Linked DNA regions of Triticum aestivum: region 1 is linked to region 2. A link is a contact called in public Hi-C data. All regions are on one chromosome and are shown on one strand. The core of a region is the stretch at or near the end of the contact, and the rest is flanking DNA. Distances in the headings are between cores, read along the strand shown.

What was found. A called contact is a pair of places that touch in the nucleus more often than the background predicts.
Region 1: a contact with region 2 is called in a Hi-C map of leaf, with 4 times the contacts expected there. The contact joins the promoter of LOC123159788 here to the promoter of LOC123159131 in region 2. A contact is called at or near these places in 2 of 5 Hi-C or Micro-C datasets (both in leaf).

What each region holds. Positions count from the first base shown.
Region 1 is chr7B:399,447,111-399,450,369 of IWGSC CS RefSeq v2.1, forward strand. It overlaps LOC123159788, which reads left to right and starts at 1,480. Exons shown (of 3, transcript XM_044577616.1): 1 at 1,480-2,281; 2 at 2,363-2,539. The coding sequence starts at 1,616.
Region 2 is chr7B:398,557,494-398,560,700 of IWGSC CS RefSeq v2.1, forward strand. LOC123159131 (protein STICHEL-like 2) reads right to left here and starts at 1,396. Exons shown (of 6, transcript XM_044576956.1): 1 at 1,121-1,396; 2 at 1-514. The coding sequence starts at 469.

The DNA of each region.
Region 1 (3,259 bases), core at 230-2,729, 890 kb after region 2:
TGGTGGATTTGCTATATTTTTTGGGCCCAATCTTGTTTCTTGGAGTGACAGAAAACACCCTACTGTGTCCAGGTCAAGTACAAAGGCTGAATATAAAGCCCTTGTAAATGCCACTCCTGAGCTTATTTGGGTTGAAGCACTGGTTCGTGAACTTGGTGTTTCCCTTCAGGAGAAACCATGCATATGGTGTGATAATCTTGGTGCTACCTACCTGTCTGCCAATCCAGTTTTTCATGCCTGTACAAAACACATTGAGATAGACTTCTGTTTTGTTCGAGAATGGGTTGCTCGCAAGCAACTTGATGTCCGGTTCATATCACGCAAGGATCAGATTGTAGATGGTTTCACAAAAATGTTATGTGTAAAAAATTAGATGAGTTTAAGCACAATCTAAACCTCTCCCAGGTCTAGATTAAGGGGGGGTATTAGAGTTATTCTAATATACGTATTGGGCATAGAGTAGTACTCTACCCCAATAAGTATCCTCTTTGTATACGCCACCACGGGGGCTCTTCCTATGTATATAAATACGTAACGAGCTACCCCAAAGGATACGTCCGTTCACCCTAAAAATCAACACACGCCATAGTTCAGCTCCATAGGAGCCCATCAGTGCGGCCCATAAGCCATGGGCCGGTACCCCGAGGACCCCTTAATACATGACTCTCTCAGCCGACACTAACAACATGGATCCTGATGCCGAGTAGTGGTTCTAGATGATGTGTTCCAACATCAATGTGTGCCATAAAGAACTTTGACCCAGTCTATTTATCGACTATGTTTGAATTTTTGAGTTGTTGAACTATTTCTACTCAATATTCATGGGTAAATGAAACCGTTTGGCTCCACATTTGTAACTAAATGTGTACAATACGACAAAAATAGTGAAAAATGGTATGCTAGACAAATGGGAAACGACAATCGAAGGACGCCCTATTTAACGGATACACTAGCGCTGCCCACGAACAAATGAAAATGTTTGGTTCCCAGGATTTTTTTTAAGTTGCTCCAGCTTTGAAAAAAAATCTGTCCTCCGCCACTGAAACGAAGGACGGGTTTGAGTGCATCCCCTGAAGATGACCCTAGTTTTTTGCAGTCTATGTTGTTCATAAGTTTGATCAATCGTGCCTCAGCAACATGTTCTTGCGTCTACCATCGTAAACAGGAGCGATTTTTCCTGTCGGCATCATCTTTTGTAGCGACCCAATGCAGCTTGGGATTATAGAAGAAGCTTAGCTTAAGAATTATAAGATCAAGACGTAGTACTGGTGTTAAAGTCGCAACGGCGACGATGTGAACGCCCATCTCATCACAAAACCCCCGTGAAGCCGTTAAAACCCCACCCTTCCAGATCCCGTAGGACCCCGAGCAAAAGGCAACAACCGCAATCTGGCCAGCCAATGAGACTCAGCCATGTCAGCAGAACCTCGCCACGTCCGCGCAGGATCATGGGAAAAAAGTGCCTCGCCTTTGCTGGCCCCGCGCCACCCTGCTCGCGGCCGCGGGAGATCCCCTCGCTTTCCCTCCAAATAGCTTCTCCCGTGCTCATGTCCCCATGCCTCTCGCCCATTTTGCAGGGAGCACCTTGAGGTAGCAGTAAAGTATTTCCGAGGCCATGGCTAGCGGCGGCGGCGGCGACCGGCGGCGGGGCTCGTGCCGGGCCAAGGGGAAGAAGAAGAAGAAGACCAAGTACCTCAGCCTCAGCCGCCACCTCGCCAAGGCGGTGGAGGTCCACAGGCCTGCTGAATCTCTGTCGGTGGAGGATTCCTTGCCGCCACCCTCGGCGTTGCCGTCCCCGTCCACGGAGGAGGCGGTGGAGGATGGATGCGGGCACGAGCAGCAGCAGCTCGAGCCGTTCACGCTGCATCCTGAGGCGCCTTCGACTCTCTTCGCGGCGGCGCCGTCGCTCACTGACATCCTCGGCGTGTCCTCCTCCTCCTTTTCCGGCGGCGGCGAAAGGGGTTCACCGTCGTGCACCCTCTCCCCGGACGCCTCCGCGGGGACTGCTGGCGGGAAGGAGGAGGACCTTGCGCGGCGCGCGCTCCGGGGGAGGGAGCGGTGGGTGTACTGCAGGAGCAGCTCCTCTTCGCCGAGCGCGGCCACTGCGACGACCACCACCTCATCCTCCTGCTCGTCGGCCGCGAGCACGGGCGCCGCCTCCGCGCGGTCGCCGCTGCTCAAGCTGGACTACGACGAGATCCTGGCCGCCTGGGCGGGCCGCGGGTCCCTCTTCATCGGCGGCACCGCGAGCCACGTCACGCCCAAGCTGGAGCTCGATTCTGTAAGCCTACGACCCCCTTTGTCCTCTCGGAGTCGGAGGGACGATGCGCGCTCGTGAATCCTGACACGGGGTGCGTTGCAGGAGGTGTTCGTGGATGTGGCGCCGCCGCCGCAGGCGGCGACGTGGAGCTCGCCGGAGGTGTCCGGGAGGGCGGAGAGGGTGAGGCGGTATAAGGAGAAGCGACATGCCCGGCTGTTCTCGAAGCGGATCCGGTACGAGGTTCGCCGGCTCAATGCCGTCAGGCGGCCGCGCTTGAAGGTAATTTTTCGCATCGCGTTCGTGCCGTACCTGAACTTGTTGCAATTTCCTTAGTGAGGTTGTGATCTACATACTGCATTAGTAATGATCTCAACTGCAAAACTGCGTTGATGGGAATCTGGCATAGAGAGCATGTTTAGATTCTATACCTCAGGGAATCTGTTTGTAAATCGTTGATTAGAGAATAGAGATTCAGCTTCTGGTCCCAGCGACAATTGAATGAACTCATCATACAGAGGCCAAATTTCGTGTTTTGACCCTTTTGGTATACAAATTCAGGATTTGACCCTGGTTGCAAAAAAATTCGAGATTTGACCCTTTCGCTACCGCCAGGGGTACATGCGGTAGGGTTACACAGCCTACCGCCAGAGCCTCTGGCGGTAGAATGCGACGGAGGGGACGGCGGCCGTTTGCCCGAGCTGACGTGGATAAGTACCCTACCGCCAGGTACCTTGACAGTAGGTTGTCTAAACCTACCGCCAGCACCCCTGGCGGTAGGGTGCGGCTCGGTTTTGCCTCCCAAACTTTCTGTGACGAAATACCAAAGTGCCCTGGCGGTAGGTTCACCCTACCGCCAGGGGGGTTGGCGGTAGTCTGTGCGACCCCGCCAGAGGCCGTGGCGGTAGGGTCCTGTGTTTTATTTTTCCAAGTTCAGTTGCTTGCTTCTTTTCAAATTCAATATGACATCAGTATCACAGATAGATAAGCACAACAGCAAAA
Region 2 (3,207 bases), core at 146-2,645:
CAGCCAGCTCAGAGAAAGACTTTGGCCGGTACTTCTGGAGCAAGCTTCTTGCGCCTTCCTGGGGCTCACTCCGGCCGAGCTCTTCCCCTTCAATCACCAGAGAGAAAGCCCTGTCCTTGGCAGCTCTCGACATCCCGGGGATCGCAGAGCAGCAGTTCTGGTTATGAAGCGCCGCCTTCACCCGCGCGTTGGCCTTGATTATGTTGATCGGAGAGTTGGCGAGGCGGCCGCCAAACTCCTCCCTCCTCCTCTGGACATGATCATACATGTTGTAGCTGAAGCTGTGCCTGCCGTAATTGCTTGCCTCCACGTCATCTTCCTCGAGGGAACACCCCTCCCAGATGGTCTTCTTGGCCGAGAACTTGGCCAGCGAGTTGGTGTCTGGGTCCCTCAGAGATCTGGACCTCATGACAGCGACCAGAGCCCTCGAAATCGGGATATCAACCGAATGCCTCCTCCCCTCAATCATCTTGCAAAGCTTCCGCAGGCTGATAAGACTGCAGACAGCTGAATCCTGCAATGCTGACGAGTCTTTAGGAACAATGTTGACTTGTGACAAGGAAAGCACATGCATTGCACGCTAACACGAAATTTTGAAACATGAAGCAGATTCCCCATCTAAAATTTCCATCTATTTTTAGATATTTGGTAACAGGAAATGCAGGCCGTGGACCGCGATTTTTCAGGAAACAGACTCCCTCCCGCTGCGATTTACCCTAACAGCATTTACCGCGCAGACAATCAATCTTGGGAGCAGAAAAGGATAGAAATTGGGTGTACGGTTTTGAGCAAATCAATCTTGCACTGGTAAAAAAAAAGAGAGAGAGAACTCGCAAAGAAGAAGAAACAAAATCGTAAATGCAGAACGCATCTGAGAAGAGAAAACAAGAGGAGAGAAAAAACAACCTGGGAATTGAGGTTCTTGGAAGAAAAACCTGGCAGCGGGGGGATTTAAAAAAGGGAGACGGGAGCGCAATTCCCCATAGAGGAATGCACCTCAAAGAAGGAAAAGAAAACGAAGAATCAGAGCATCTCGGCGACACGCGAACCGAACAACCAGAAGGAAACCAAGCAGGAACAGAAGAGGGAAGGTCGGGATTCGAACCGAAAGAAAGCTTACCCTACGTCCCTACCACCGCGAAGCCGGCCACCGCCACCGCCGCCGCCGACGAGGAGAGGAAAACCGGCACAGCCTTTAGGCACCGCCACCGCCACGCTCCAGTTCGCTCCCGGTATTTACCACCACCGCCGCCGCCACCGCATTAATAACGCGAGCGAAGCGGAGGGAGGCGGGGTGGAGGGGCCGCAGGAGCAAGAAGAAGACGAGGGGCAGCGCAGTGGCAGGGCGCGTAAATTCGCCCGAAGTCGACGGATGGTTAGCCCCGCGAGGCCTGGGTGGAGACTGGAGTAGAGGAAATCGGAGGCCGGCCGCGCCTCGGGCTGCGTGCCATCGCTCATCGGTGGCTTTACAGCCGTAGATTGGTGTGAACAGCAGGGGCATGCTCGTCTTTTACCGAGAGGATTGCGCGGCTCCGTCACGGCCGAATCATAACGGACGGGGCAGTGGCCGTGCGCCGAGTCCATGACAGGTTGGACCCGGGCCCACGCGTCGGCGACCGAGGGGCGCGTGAGGATGGCGTCAGATTTACTGTTGCTGATGGCGGGGGCGGGGGCTCGTGACCCCACCGCTTCTCTGTGCTCTGCTCGTCCTTTGCTCATCCTTTACTGCCAGAATAACTCTGTTTCGCCCAAAAGCAAAATTTGGCTTTCCTGGCGTGGCCTCGTTTTTGTTTCCTGCGTAAATTGCACATCAAACGGCAATCACAGTACCGTTTGAAACGCCGGGTTTCCTTATTTGTTTGACAGCACGCAATTGCCCTTGTACCCCTGTTTTTGTCCAACTGCACGCACGCTCGCTCGCACGGATGGTTGCCGAATCCGGAGTACAATTCTGAAGATTTGTGGAGATCAATCAAGAGGAAATTATGTGTTTCAGACGGACATGTATATTATGATGGCACAAGATCGTCTTTTCCCATCCGAGGGCATCTCATCATCGTCTGATTTTTTTGTTTTTGTAGGAGTAGTTGATTTGTTTATCATCTGATTTGGAGCCTACCCATGTTATGGAATTGTGATGGTTGCACTGTTCTCTGTTTTGTATGCAATGCAGCACCCACCTTGAGCATTTGTTTCTTGTGCCAGGAGATGGAGGGTGGAATGGATGTCTGGGACCTTCTTTTTCTCTAGAGCACATGTTCGCGGTATTATTTATCTCTCTCTTCTTTTAACGGGGATACGACACAGGGGGGCCAAGGTTAGTTAGGTGCGGCGATGTGTTTACTCGTTTTCTAATCACCATTTCATTACTACTGCTAGTGATTAGGCAACGAAGGCAGGGCGCTGGTGATGAGCTAGTAGTCTCGACTCTGCTCGCTGCGCTGCTGAAACAAATGTTGGCTTTAATCATGAGATTAGCCCGCCATTTAAGATATGATCGCATCATCGTGCCCGAATCTACAGGGTAAGCACTCCCAAATCAGACAGTTCCTCGTGCTTATCTTTTTCTTTGAAAAATAATACTATGAAGTTTAGCCGGCCTGTGTTCTTAATCATGCTAGATCAGTACAGTAGGCTCCTGTGATTAAAAACAGGAGCCTGGCTAGCCTAACAGCGACGGTGTGCGTAGCTATCCGTGAAAAGGTCCCACTTTTGGTTTGACCCTTGGTTTGGCTTCCATACAACCTATGGTCTAGGAGCAAACAGTGCTGAGCACGACACTAACATCTTGTGATACTGCATGCTCCTTCACCTCGATATAGGCACTTTCTTATGGGTACTAGTAATTCATTTGAGTATTAAGCTAGTAGATAAAATGAATCAGCTTGACAAAGTATAATCGACAAAGTGCGGCGCTTCTACAGTGGGAATTGCTGGACTGGGCTGGGATGGAATCCCATGCATGCAATTCCGCTACGGACACATGCCAGCAAAAGCTGGAAAAGAATCCTCTATCTTTCTCCCATCTCCATGCTCCATGCCACCTCTCTCTCCCATTTTCCCTCTACCATCTTGTTTGTGAAGAAGATGCACATGCACGCGCTGTGAAAGTCTGCAGTACAGAGAGAAGGGGGCCGTGTGTCGCGCTGTGTGTGGACTGTTGGAGCAGACAGGACAACAAGTGTTCCATCCATCCATCTGTCCACG